Regions from separate parts of the Mus musculus genome. Here region 2 is linked to region 1. The links are chromatin contacts, called in public HiChIP or PLAC-seq maps. All regions are on one chromosome and are shown on one strand. Each heading gives the region's core, a stretch centred on a gene start, on an enhancer-like site or on the middle of the called end of the contact. The rest is flanking DNA. Distances are from core to core; before and after follow the strand shown. Region 1 holds the start of Gtf2b (general transcription factor IIB). Region 2 overlaps Pkn2 (protein kinase N2).

Region 1 (4,304 bases), core at 1,201-3,700:
TGGAAAAATGAGAGAGGACAGGAACTGCTTTATACTTGTTCTGCAAACTTGTTAGAAAAAAATAAATCTTAAAAAAATAAAGTATTTCATAAAAATCAAAAAGCTGCAGAAATAAAGTAAAATGTTAGCAAAATAAGAGTGGCTCTCAATAAACAAAGCAGGAAATTAACCTAACAGTATGTTAAGGATTAACATAGTTTGGCACTACTAACAAGTCTATCAAGCCAGCTGTGATGGGACATGTCAGTATTCAGGAAGCAGAAATAGCTAGGCATGCTACCTAGTCAAAGCTACCCTAGGAACTATACATCGACTAGAGTGAGGCTGTCTCAACAGATGGATGGATGGATGGATGGATGGATGGATGGATGGATGGAATAGTAGGCCGAGGGGCTGGGAATCACTGTCAGCAGATAACTGTACATAGGAGTTCCAAGGCAGCTGACACTACAGCCTCAAAGACAAAAGTAGGTAAAGAGGCTGAGAATGGAGCTTAGTGGAAGATGCGTGCCTAGTATATATAAGTCCTGGTTTCAATCCCTAACATTTAAAAGAGGGAAACATGAAAAACTTTGCAGAGTATTTAAATGATACCGCCTTAAACATTATTTATTTATTTATCCAAATTATTTAAATATGAACATTTTGTCTGCATGTATGTCTTAGTGCCTACAGAGACAGAAGAGATGCCCTGGAATTGAGTTAGGAGTTCATGAGTTGCCATGTGGGTGCTGGAAAAGCACCCAGTGTTCCTAACCATGGAGCCCCCTCCCCCGCCCATAAACATTTTGAATGCTCAATGTGCACAACATCCTAAAAGATAGGCACAATCTTCATTTTACAGATCGCAGCCAAAAAGTTATTTACTGACGTCGGAATAAAGAGTGGGCATCAATCTGGACATGTTCTCTTCGAGAACACCAACCAGTGCCAATGCTTAGTGCCTACATGCCGCCCTCAAGGTATGACAAACTCTCAGGCAACTTCTCTCTATTCACACTGCTGGCAAAACTTGATAGCAACAGGAATGACACAGACTTAAGAGCTGGATGAGGGCCGGGCAGATCTACAACCCCACAGTTTTCAAGGTGGAGACAGAAGATTCGAGACCACTAACTCAAAATCAAACACTAGCTGTCCAGAAAAGAAATTAATTTCAAGGGATTTTTTTAAGTGAAGAAAAGTTTAAAAACTGTAACCAGTGATTTTACTATGTGTACTATTTAAACACTACAACTTGTGTTTCAAGAATACAGGAGTTCCTTTTCCCTAAGATGGTAAGCTGTGCCTACATATGAACACATCACCCATGGGAAATTTCAATAGTATTTGGGGAAGCTGAAGGTTCCTATGTCGCTACAAGGAAGCCTTACGTGACAAAACCACACCCAGATGGAATGATTAAATCATAATTAATCTAATTAAATCATAAAATCAGTAAACAAGATTGCCCATTGCTTCCACGCAAGAAGTTCACGAGGCTTCCTATGCCCACCTCCCACTTTTTATAATAAACAGCAGACTTGGAGGTTCCCAGAAAGGCCAAGTTTCTGTAAATAATGGCTTCCCCCGGTGACGTTTACCAATTCCACACATAGTAACCACCTCCGAAAAAAAAAAAAAAGTGCCAAAAGAACAGAACTTAATTTGATACTTTCTGTACATTCTGTGTTAACTGGAGACCAGTGGACGGATAATCAGAATAGGTATAGTGGCCCGCGAAAGGTCAACACGCTGGCATGACTCAGTTTACACATATGCCAGTATACTAATATCTACCTCATAGTGGTTACAAGAGATATAATTAGGGTCTGCAAAGCATTTTGGAGGTCACAAGATTAAAGGCTGTCTCTGCGGTCACAACACGCATTTCCTGTAGATATTAAGCAAACTACGTTTTAAAAATACATTTAAAATGACTTCCAGCATATGTAATTAATTTTCTGCAGACAGCATCTCCTTCAGAGTACGCAATGATACTTTTCGGGGTGGGGACAGGGGGTCTTTTAGGAGAATGAATCAAGTCTCCGTATGTGCTTTCGTTTCCACTTCTGGGGGGGCCATTGGGCTAGCGACCCTTTGCCACCAGACAACCAATGCTGACGTTTCTCAACTTTGCGGTTGTCAGATCGATAGGGACCTGGAACGTCGCTTTTCCAGCTCTTCGGAAACGGGGTTTCAGCCCCCTCCGGCTGGATGGGCCGTAAGGGAGAAAATACACAGAAAACATCAACATGACACAAAGACGGTTGAAGGGTCCGGAGACGGAGGCCGGGGCCGTGCGGATCCGCAGGGTCAAACCCGGGCGGCGATGACTCAGGTGGGTAAGGGACACCCGCGGCGGCCTTCTGGAGGAACCTGGGCCCCGCGATGCCCTGCTCCACTCGCTCCGAGGCCGTTGCACTCACCGGCTGGTCGACGCCATCTTCGCGGCTCCGCCAACAGCTCCGTCCGAAGCAGGAAGCAGCACTGGCTCCTAGACGCCCCGAGCCGGGCTTTTATGCGCGAGTCGCTCGCGCGCACTCCGCGCGGCTACGGGTCGGGAGGAGGGCTAAAAAGCGCTCGGTCCTTGACGACGCGGGCTGTGTACTTCCTGGTTGTCTCCGCTGCTGCTGCGTGGCTCCCGGCTGCTGGTTGATTGGCAAAATCTTCAAAGCCTGGCGGGATAGCACACCCCTTTGATCTCCGGAGGCAGAGGCTGGAGGATCTCTGTGAGTTTAGAGGAACCTGATCCACACAGGGTGCTCCAGAACAGCCAGGAGGAGGGAGAGAGAGATAAAGAGAGAGAGACAGACAGACAGACAGACACAGACACACACAGTCTCAAACAAATCAAAACAAAAAATCAACCCAAGAAGACTCAGAATGTGCTGCGCCTGAGCTAGCTCTCAAACAGAGGAAATTAAAATGGGAGTTGCCTCCTCGGGTGATACTCTCAAGTATTCCTGCACCAAGAAGGTAGGAGGATCTGGAGTTAGACCTCGTCTCAAACAAAAAACACCTTTAAATAAACAAACACACAAAATAACCAACACACAAGGAAACCAGGTTGGTTGAAAGGGGCAAAGCGCTCGCACCAAATTCCTTTCCTTTATTTTCAAGTCAGTTTTCCCTATCTGATTGAATGTCTCATTTGCCCTGACTAAAGAATTTGGAATAAAAAGAGAAATTAGTTGTTGTCTTCAGGAGTAGGTATCAATTCAAGCTCTGTCATTGGCCAACATGATTCAAAGTTCCTACATGTCCTTTATCTCAACAGTGTAGGCATGGAGGGTATCTGGCTCACAAACCCTTCTAGAATTGCAAGAGACAGCCCTGCTATGACCCATGTTGTTGTTGTTCCCCAATCATCATCGAATATTTGACTGAAAACCGAGTATAGGAAATGTAATAAAACAGCTAACGTCTATACAAGGGCCTCACAAGGCAGGTCTTGGGGGTCACCCTTGTAATTCTAGAAGTTAGGGTGCAGAGGTGGGAGGTCATGAATCCCAAGCCAGCCTGACCTGCAGAACAAGACCTTGTCTCAGCTCCCGTCCTCTTACCTTAAGGCAACAGTGCTACTTTCTTGTAAATAAACCATTCCCAACAAAGTCTGAATTAAGGTAACTGCAAGTTGGGTGTCTTCCACTGAGATGAAAACTCAGTAAGCATTTTATTTGTTAATGGAAATCAAATGCCATTAAGCAGACATTTGTTGAAGTGGGAATTTCTGGTTTTGTTAGGGACTCAGTTGTATCATGTGATGTTTTTCTGGAAACTGTCTTATGTAACGGTGTTTTGCCGAGAACAGGCGCAGGGTGTTTTTCTGAAAACTGCCTAGTGAAAGGGCGTGTGATGTTTTGCTACGGCGGATGCTTGAGGGGACATATGTTTGGAAAGAGCATAAGTATAACCCAACAGACGGCGGACAGTGCTCCTGCAATTGGTTCGCCTTGCTTGATTCGCTGATCTTAGCTTGTTGTGACTTCATAGTGAAAAATGCACCAAAGAACTTATGGTGGTGTTCCAGCGGCTTCTTCCTGCTTCTGTGGACTTGTGCTGATAGGTCGAACCTCATGGTTTCCTCTGGACCTAGCGGCTGCTATGGATTTATGTTTGCCATGTATACTGGACTGGTGTACTGGACTGCTGTTGCTGATTTGGTAGTTTGCTAGTAGACCAGACTGCTGACAACAGAGATTTGAATAGCTCCAAAGAACCATTTCTAAGCATGTCCACAACCCCTATTTCCTATTAACCTTTCTTTTTCCCTAACTCTGGTGGATGCTGGACTACAACAGAGGTTGAAGTCTTAAAGAACC
Region 2 (4,266 bases), core at 1,067-3,566, 91 kb before region 1:
AGGAGGGTAACTCAGTGCCATTTGTATTAGTGTACTGTCCCTTCAACATGGCTTCCCTGCATTTTTCTTAACACAGCTCTATCATTTTTGTTGCCAAATTCTTCCCTGAATTTTCATTTAATCATAGTAATAGCTAAAGAATTAAATTGTTAGAAGAGGTCCTCATGTGTGTTTTCCTATAGTCAAATTAGTATTTATAATGCTGGAGAAAAGAAACCATCATAAATTATTTGTGTGGAGGGATGTAAATTAATGCATTTGCTGTGCCAATCAATATGAATATTGAAAGTAGAATAGCCATATGATGATGTGCCTCTCTGAGTACATATAGCCGAAGGACTTAGGTCGACATATAGCAGAGAATTTGGGCATCGTAAAGACGTCTTCACAAAAGTCAATGTATAGTCAGCATAGATGTTTGTAAGTAGATAAATGGACAAAGAAAATGCAGAATATATACATAGTAGAGTTTTACTCAAGCTGCAAAGAAGAATTAAATTATGTTATTTGCAAGAAAGTGGATAGAAGAGTGTTATTTTACTTTCTCATGTTAAGTGAAATAAGCCACATTTCAAAAAGACAAATCTCGTATTTTCTCTCATAATACCAAATCTAGATAAAATAAGCACACATGCACACATACACACCAAACATATAAGACATGAAACAAGAGGAGGGACTATTTAGAAGAGGAAGGGGATTGAGGCCAAGGGTAGACAGTGTAGGAGGTGTAACTTTTGGTTCCTTCTAAATAATATTCTTATTAGGCAGGCTAGAAGAATAGAAAAAATTATTTCCAAGGCAGAGAGAATATATACAATTTGGATGAACAGACTAAAAATACCTGTTAATACTTTGATCCAGAGATAGTTGTGACTATTTCAATATCTTTTTCTCTTCTTATATTAAACATAACATTTGAAATAAAGCTATGTATACTTAGCAATATGCCAAGTCAGATATACTGTTGTGAGTTGGTTAATGAAAGCCATAAATAAGAGAAATGTGTTTATTCTGTAAGCTTTTGTAATGACACTTAAGTAGCATCCTGATTGTTTTTTACTGATAAAGATAAATTCTTTTATAGTTGTGGTGTTTTTAGCTAGCAATAATTACTATTTATTTTCTTTTGTCATATTTCTACGATTAGAATTACTACATCAAAAGAAATTGTAGGTTTCTACTTATATTAGTAACTTTCTATTAAGGCTATTAGTCTTAGAGCTGTGTATAGTCAGCAGTATAATTTTTAAAAATCTTTGTCCAATGGACAAAAAAATGGTGTAATCATCTTTGTCACATGGGCAAAAAGGTGTAGTCTTTTTTGTCAGCAGCAATTTTCTTTAATGAAAATAATTCAGGTACACTTTTATTTCTGTGTGAGGAATTTTGCTTCCTTTGACATCCTTGTAACTTTTACTTTGTCTATTATTCATTTAGTTGTTTTTATTCTACCAATTAAAACCTCTTTACTTAAACTACATCATTTCAGCTTCAATATTAGTCAGTGAGATTGATAATGAAAACCTTATTAAAACAATTTTGGTCAATCAGTTGGTATATGTTGACTTAGATTAGTAGTTTTTTTTGTTCTTTGGTTTTTTTTTTTGGTTTTGTTTTTGTTTGTTTTTTTTTTTTTAACACTTGAGTCTTAGCAAAGCAAAATAAAATTAGAATGTATGTAAGCAGCAAGATTTAGATGATTTTGACTAGCAGGAAATGGCTAAACATGCATTTCCAGTGATAAGGTGGGAAGTATGGGTCTTCTTTATGTGCACTCAGTGATGGTGGATGAGCTGCACAGCTGAGACTTTAGCGGAATCTTTACAATTAGCTCATGGACTCCTTGTTTTTCTCGTCCTGTCATACTTTCAGAGCATATTAATGAATATAAAAAGGGGCTTTGCAATTAGGAATTGGATCCAACTTTGGTTTTGTTATTTACAGTGTGGTGGTAGGAATCAAATCCAGGATCTAGAACGAGCCAGACAACTCCTTGCCACTTTGTTTTTCCAGATAAGGTCTCACCATGTAGCTCAGGCAGGCCTTGAACTGCTGCCAGGCCAGTTAGTCTCAGTTTTTCTGTCTTTGCGTCCCAGGTCCTGGGATAATAGGCATACTACACTGTACTTTCTGCAGAAACATGAAACAAGTATCAACTTTGTGAGGCAGCATGACATTTATGGAGTTAAAAATAGTTCTGAACTAGTGAATAAAAACATGAAGCTGGTAATTAAGGTAGGTACAGTCAGTCAGTTCTCCCTGAACAGAAAATACTAAGGCAGAAGTTACACTAAGGATTTTCTACTGCTTATCTACATTTTTTGGTAGCTAATTTAGTTTATTCAGATTAAGAGTATTATTGCCTAGTAATGGTGCCTGGCATTATGATTGATGTTTTGGGGATAGTATCACAGTTTAGCTGATTAAACACCTCATTTTGGTTATTGGAAATGCAAGCGTGTGTGAGTGGGAATAAAACTATGGTAACTAAAAAGTCAGCTCTATGGAAAGCAGAGAGAGCCAACCTGCTATCAGTCACAGCTCATACCTGACTTTCCAGTGCTGGAATCCTAGGTTCCCTCTGAACTTCGGGAGTATACTTTTGTCAGAAAGACAGAAGCATGCATTCTTTGGAGGGAGAGAGAAGAGAGAAGAGAGAGAAAGAGAATGGAGAGAATGTGTGTGTGCGTGCACACTTGCAGATTAAGTGACATCTTTTTTACTTTCTCTTTTAAAAAAAAAAAAGTTTTATCTGGAAAAAAAAAAGCTCTGCCCTCAAACCTCTCTTAGTCTTTGGAGTGATCAGATAACAAAAGGGATAATTATTTAAACAAGATCCCTAGTACAACACATAGGAGAGTCATTTAACTCCCAGGGGAGAACATTGGCAGGAAATTCTTTCTTTGTCATGAACTTTGAAACAAAAAGTTACCCAGGCCAATAAGGAACTTGGAAGAAATAGTTGGAGGCAGAGAGGTGGTATATCCCAAAGGTATAACGTGCGTGGTGATGGAGCCAAGAGAAATGGTCTCTCAGAGGAATTTCCCATAGCTTGTTAATGTTGGAGTTTGGAGAATAATTTGAAAAGAAATAAGAGTTGAAGTGTAATAATAAGCAAGGGTCTTCAAAGAATCAAAATCAAATATGTGAGGTGTTTTTAATCTTTAACAGCTTTTAAAATTGTTATATAAATGTTAAATTTTTGTTTCAATTTATATTGTTACTGTATACCATGACTAAGTTGTTAAAACACAAATATTAGGATAATTGGGCCTTAGAATTTACTAAATAGAACTATTGGGTGGTTGTTTTTGTTTTTGTTTTTTGTTTTTTTTTTTGCCTGCAAAGAGGAAAAAAACATTACTGAAATGATAAGGATACCACGAACCAAGAAATTTTAAGGGACTTGTGACTTATTGCATAATGTTAATTTAAGAACAAAAAGTTAAAAAGGAATTTCTGCGATATTATCTAGTGAGCTTAAAAGAACTGAAATAAAAATACCTAATGGAGTGGGATTCAAGTCTTTTTTTGTCTAAAGTATTTTTTGCCTCATTCTACTTTACATAAGACTCTACAGTAGGAATTTCTTATTTGTTGGCAGTTGTCATATTTTGGTGATTTCAATACCTAACCTAAGGTGAATTGAAAGATAAAATGACGAGACTCACATTGGATGATAGTTGTTGACGGAACTGGAGAAGTGGGGAAGCGGTAGAGAGCTTGGCTAGCATGTGAAGCACCTTGAGTTTTATTACCAGCACTCATTATGTGAGTGAATTAATGATTGAATGAGTGAACAGACAAATGAGTGAATGAATGAATACTGAAAAACTTCAACAGTATTTTAGACCGGGACGAAGATCATCCTAAATACACTTAGATAAAAATAAGAAACTTAAAGCCAATATGCATATTTCAGGAATTAGCTTAGGTGAGATGCATGGAGTATAGAATAGATATTATATAGACATGCGTGTTAAGGTTTTCTGTTTTGCTTTTTGTTTGTTTTTGATAGCATGTTTTGTCTGTCAGAATGTCAAGGAGATATTTAAGAATGTTAGAAACAAATTAATAGAAGTCAGTTCCTTCATCTTTTATATAAGATGCTACCATTAGCCCATCTTTCCCCCAACTTTAGATGCTACATATTTTTATTATAAGTTAAAGATTGGATGTAAAATATAATATGCCAAAAATTTAAGTAGGATGTACTTATCTATAAGTGTAATATGTACTTTCAGAGGTATGTAAACATGCTAC

The links. HiChIP or PLAC-seq counts read pairs in DNA pulled down with a chosen protein or histone mark.
Region 2: a contact with region 1 is called in an H3K4me3 HiChIP or PLAC-seq map of the SCID.adh cell line, with 13 read pairs. The contact joins the enhancer-like site here to the promoter of Gtf2b in region 1. A contact is called at or near these places in 8 of 39 promoter capture datasets (the C10 cell line, the HPC-7 cell line, cranial neural crest and 5 more), 2 of 484 Hi-C or Micro-C datasets (the G1E-ER4 cell line and cortical neurons), 4 of 115 datasets of contacts at active chromatin or transcription factors (the SCID.adh cell line, embryonic stem cells and memory CD8 T cells) and 4 of 9 other capture datasets (adipose tissue, embryonic stem cells, liver and 1 more).

Annotation. Positions count from the first base shown.
Region 1 is chr3:142,763,393-142,767,696 of GRCm38.p6, reverse strand. Gtf2b (general transcription factor IIB) reads right to left here and starts at 2,450. Exons shown (of 7, transcript NM_145546.1): 1 at 2,409-2,450. The coding sequence starts at 2,425.
Region 2 is chr3:142,854,786-142,859,051 of GRCm38.p6, reverse strand. The region is part of intron 1 of Pkn2 (protein kinase N2); the gene reads left to right. Among named protein-coding and RNA genes, the nearest start is that of Pkn2, 25 kb to the left of the region's middle. Within about 2 kb of position 2,316, at least 21 of the 459 cell types and tissues checked have an H3K27ac peak or open chromatin away from gene starts, as enhancers often do. A contact at or near this core is called in the G1E-ER4 cell line, the SCID.adh cell line and adipose tissue, where this site is marked.